2 separate regions of the Mus musculus genome follow, and region 1 is linked to region 2. A link is a contact called in public Micro-C data. All regions are on one chromosome and are shown on one strand. The core of a region is the stretch at or near the end of the contact, and the rest is flanking DNA. Distances in the headings are between cores, read along the strand shown.

Region 1 (2,700 bases), core at 102-2,601, 380 kb after region 2:
TGAAATGACTCTTACTTGAAAGGTAAAAGAGCTTATGTAAGGGACTATTTCTGAGAAATTCTTTACAAAATGATGTTGAATACAAACATTGTTATAATACTGTTTCAATTATTCACTCCTAAAATAAATAGCTCATCATTACTCAAAAGAAAGACCCCCCTCTCATACATACAAGTTGCCCTAAGCAGTTTAATTATGCACTATGCTATATAAGATAAAACCAAAAGACTAAAATATTTATTTCATGCAAAACTACTTACTATTAATTCTTTGAATCGTATCTTCTTTAATACTTATGTCTTGCTCATACTGGAAAACTAAAAATAAACATTTGAGATTTTTCTTCATGGTTAAATGTCAAATGTTAATACAAATTACTATTTCTTCTTTATTTTCATTTTATACCTACCAAATTCCAACAAAAGCCTGTCCAAACTGACAAACAGATTATCATTCATCTTGGACACTGTGTAAAATAAATAATAAAACTTTCAGAAGCCATATATAAAAGAGCATACATAAAGTAAGAACCTTTCTAGTATAGCATTCTTAAAAGGAAAATGTAAGTGGATTAAGACATGGTGAGAAGGGAGTCTCTTCCAATTAGCTGCTGAATTCCCAGCCAGCGCTTCCAGAGCCCAGATAAACAACTGAGTGGATACCCAAAGGGCTCCGCAAGACGGAAAGTTCTAGAAGTTTTCCTTCGTGACTGCTGTTGAGTTTTTGAACGACTAGAACCCAGACATCTAGATTTCTTATGATCTATTCCAAAACTTATGCGTCAACTGTAGGGGAACTCTTAGCGCCCTTCGTGGAAGGGGCTCTAGAGAAATGGTGTAAGTTGACGAGTGACCGCCATGTGTTTTGTTTTCTTTTGCTTTTTAAGGTTTTCCACAGCTCTCAGTCCTAGCCCCGCCCGCCCCAGGCTGGTTTCGCATCCCCACTCCTGCATTCATGCCAGGAATCCGCCCAAGGGCATGGCCCCTTCCGCAGATGCTCCCCTCAGCGGAGGCCCTGGTCCCTGGCGCCAGGCCCTGGCACGTGGCTCTGTGGAGCGCGGCGGCCTCTTCAGACCTGCTGCCTTCTCCTCAGACCCGCTGCCCTCTCCTCAGACCCGCTGCCTCCTCCTCAGACCCGCTGCCTCCTCCTCAGACCCGCCGCCCTCTCCTCAGACCCGCCGCCCTCTCCTCAGACCCGCTGCCTCCTCCTCAGACCCGCCGCCTTCTCCTCAGACCCGCCGCCTTCTCCTCAGACCCGCTGCCTCCTCCTCAGACCCGCTGCCCTCTCCTCAGACCTGCTGCCTCCTCCTCAGACCCGCAGCTTTCTCCTCAGACCGCTCTTCCACCAGCGTCCCCTCCCCTCCCCGGCCCACCTAACAGGTCCCTACGGGTCCCCACGGGTCCCCGGACATCCGCTGGTCCCCGGGTCCCCAGGGCGGGGTTCTGGGAACACCACCAGACCTTCTGAGGTTTAAGAGTCTAAGCCCTTTGGCTGGGGCCTTGAGAGACCCCGCGCACCACGTGGTAGGCCACAGTTCTCGCGAGATCACATTGACGCGGGGTGGGGGGGGGGCGCTCCCCCAGGTGGAGCGGTCAAAAAAATCCCAAAATGGGTGCTGGATGCAGAAAGCGGTGCCAGAAGAAACGGCTGGCGTTCTTTTTTCTTTTGTCTTTTTTGGTTTTTCGAGACAGGGTTTCTCTGTGTAGCCCTGGCTGTCCTGGAACTCACTCTGTAGACCAGGCTGGCCTCGAATTTAGAGATCTGCCTGCCTCTGCCTCCCAAGTGCTGGAATCAAAGGTGTGCGCAACCACGCCCGGCAGGAACGGCTTTCTTCAGGCTAGTTTTCTTCAAACACTACCCTCGCCTCACTAACAAAATGGCTTGAAAATCAGCACTAAAATGGACATTAACACAAGAAAAACAAAATTTCTTTTTAAAACTACTGTCCCTAGGTAATTTATGCATTTGAACTTTGTGTATCCAAAGCGAACATACAGAAGGAAAAAAAAAATTCCCTAAATTGGGTCTATTTTTATTTTTTAATCGACTAGTAATGGGGACTGAACTGATTGAGCTATGCCATTTCTCAGTTCTATGTTTCTAATGGAAATGGTACTATTATCATCCTAACTCATCTCAACAAGTGTTGTCATAAATTAATTAAATTAAAAAAAAAGCATCCAGCATTTTTCTCAAATCTCTCAAATTACGCACACACACACATAATCAATTTTATTATAACCCGTTATATTACTCACTGGTATTAATGATACCAAACCATCAAGGCTAATAAGTTTTGATGATATAAGAGTTTAGAAATTTTATTCTTTTTTCTGTGTATGTGAGAATCTATTTTTCCAGGTTTACCAAAGTGTAACTTACAATTTATTTGTATATATTTACAATTTGTATATAGATACAAATTTGAATATATTTACAGTGTGTAACATAGAAACTTGAACGCATTAATGTATTCGCTGTCTATTGCTAAAATCTACGGACTACTAACTTTGTTCTAATGACATGTGTTTTGGCTCATACTTCCTGAGGTCCAAGGCTGAGGGGCCACATCTGGTGATAACTCTTTCGGCAATAAAGTCCCAACGCAGTGCAAGGCATCACACCACAAGATATCAATCAACCATGTGTACTGGGTCTCTTCTGGTCCCTCATCTTCTTTTTACAATCTATCAACATTCA
Region 2 (2,700 bases), core at 162-2,661:
CTGGTCTACAAAGTGAATTCCAGGACAGCCAAGGCTATACAGAGAAACCCTGTCTCAGAAGAAAAAAAAAAAAAGTAATCCAGCAAGTGAAGAGAGTCAGCATAGTTATAATATTCTGTGAAGGTTACCTATAAAAAGGCAGTATTCCTTTCATGTAGAATCATTTCAAATAAGAATGGAAAAATACCTGCGAGCCATGCTTAAGGCCTAAGTATTTATGACCTCACACCTTTCTTAAGTATTTGTAAACCTGAAAGTATTTGGGACTCTCCAAACAAGACTATAAACATATTTTTCAAAACACTGTTTTTACTTTATCAGTTGTAATCCGATCCAAATTCAGGAACCTTCTGATATCACTCAACTTCCTTAGCAGAGCTTCCTACATAACCTCAGACATCACCAACACTGTATACGTAACATGCAAAGTGGAAGTCCCCACACTTTGATGTGTCTTACGCTGTCATTGAGCACATCTATCAGTCCCTCTATTTTATATTAAAATCACTTGTAGCCCGGCGTGGTGGCACACGCCTTTAATCCCAGCACGCGGGAGGCAGAGGCAGGCGGATTTCTGAGTTCGAGGTCAACCTGGTCTACAGAGTGAGTTCCAGGATAGCCAGGGCTACACAGAGAAACCCTGTCTCGAAAAACCAAAAAAAAAAAAAAAAAAAAAAAAATCACTTGTAGACTCCAACTCTGCTTCATACAGGCTCGCCCTGGAATTTTTTTCCTGTGGCAAATTCAAGAATCCCAACTTCACTTGAATGGAGATCTCTTGAAAAAAAAAAAATCCAGTTGCTAGGGTGACTATCTACAACCTGTGTCCCTGGGCCCTGGCTCGCTGCCACAGACAGGTTCATTATTTTACATGGATATAGTTTATAATGTGCCCAAAGTACTATAATACTAAGAGCAAAAATATAAATATAACAGGCACATGTTACCATTTAAAAACATTCCCATCCCTGAGGCTGTTTGAATGGCCTTAGTTCTGTAGTCATTAATGGAGGTATCCGAACCCTGGGGGATTGGACTTTTATTGCACTTCTGAGTCACGGGTCTGCCAATCTTGGAAAGCCTAGGCTCCCCAAGAGACAGTCAAGTCATCCAGCTCTCCAGCCTCGAGGTTGCCAAACGATGGACTCGTCACCAAGGCAACCACGTTCCTTCGTCTGGGCGTGGCCCGGGTGAGAGTTCAGAGGTGGTGCTTAGGCCGCTCAAGAACCAGAGCACCAGTGCGGAAGAAGTCTGGGCGTCTCCCACAACACTAGCCCGCCCGGCCCTGCGCGGAGGAAACCCCGCCTACCCTGCGCTGCTGTGCCGCACACATGAATCCGCCTCCGGCAGAACCAGGCGGCAGGGGGCGGGACGAGACGCACAGCCCCGCCTCCGAGCGCGCGTGCGCACTGACCCCTGGGAGGCACGAGCGCAGTTGATCTTAGCCATGGGAACGGGAGCGGTCCTGGAGGCCTCCGGTCAGCTGCTGGCGGGGCCCGCATCCATCCTCGGGCAGGAGTTCCCAACCGACTTCAGCTGGGGAGATGTGGTCCCAGGACGCCCTCGCGTCGCCTCTCCCCTGCGGTGACTCCAGGTATGTCCGTCCCCAACACACCTGAGACTTCGTTGCTGCCTTAGTTTCCACCCCTGGGTACTACTGGGTTCCTTCACCTTTTAATACCTCAAGAAACATCTTTCGCTCTCCATGAAACAGCTTTTAAATGCAATTATTGCTCTTTTTAATGTACTGAGCAAATTGAGTTGATCGAGGTAGTGATCCAGTTTGGCTTTAATGTGACTGAGAATACTTTTGCAGCCCGTGGAGTTACGTTTTATTTCTGAGAGGCCTCTGTGAAATGGAGAATGGCCCTTTGGCCCTGCTGAGGGATGGCCATGTTACTCTAATCAAGTTCATGGCCTATGCCCCTTAGGTAAGATCACTCTTTCTTGGTTTATCTCTGTCTCAAGCCCTCCTGACCAAAATTTGTTCATTCTTGGCCTCCTGGATATGTATAGCGCGTTTCTCAGGTTTCTCTGTCTCTATATAATCCTTTGCGTGTCAAAGACCAGAATTTTTAAAAATGAATCCCATTCGTTATTTATTAGACCTCTGAATTGTATGCTCTCTTATTCTCATGTTCCCCTTATTCATTTTTTCCACTATGGTTCTATTTTTTTTTCATTAAATCCCTGAGTTTAGAGAGAGAGCATTCATATTATTTTATATCTGCTTCCATTCACACCCAATCACCCATAATTTCTCACAGCATCCAGTACAGATATTGCCATTTTAGTGATTTAACTGCCTGGATCCCAGGCTAGCTACAGGTTATGCCTTTCCTACCTTTAGGAAATGCCTATTGGTTATTAACTGCTGTGGAAAATCCCGGGCAGGGGACCTTTGCATCCTCCTCTGTGAGAGCTTTCCTGAGGTACATACAATTCATTTTCTGGAAGTATACAGCTTACTGGTTTTGAGCATCTCAACAGGTTTGCACAATCATCTCTACAAGTTGGTTTCGGAGCAATTTGATTACCTCCAAAAGAAATCTTTTCTATTTAGCTGCTTTTTCTCTCTCCTCCCCAATATTCCTGCTATTAGTTGTAGGCAATCACTAATCTTTAGTCTCAACAAAATTATTTCAGATACTCGATATAAACACAACCTTAAAACATGTGATCTGTGTGCGTGCATCTAGC

What was found. A called contact is a pair of places that touch in the nucleus more often than the background predicts.
Region 1: a contact with region 2 is called in a Micro-C map of embryonic stem cells, with 8 times the contacts expected there. The contact joins the promoter of 4930447C04Rik here to the promoter of Pcnx4 in region 2. A contact is called at or near these places in 1 of 39 promoter capture datasets (embryonic stem cells), 1 of 484 Hi-C or Micro-C datasets (embryonic stem cells) and 1 of 115 datasets of contacts at active chromatin or transcription factors (embryonic stem cells).

Annotation. Positions count from the first base shown.
Region 1 is chr12:72,916,414-72,919,113 of GRCm38.p6, forward strand. 4930447C04Rik (RIKEN cDNA 4930447C04 gene) reads right to left here and starts at 1,352. Exons shown (of 18, transcript NM_029444.2): 1 at 1,295-1,352; 2 at 410-466; 3 at 261-317. The coding sequence starts at 458.
Region 2 is chr12:72,534,946-72,537,645 of GRCm38.p6, forward strand. Pcnx4 (pecanex homolog 4) reads left to right here and starts at 1,412. Exons shown (of 11, transcript NM_026327.3): 1 at 1,412-1,594.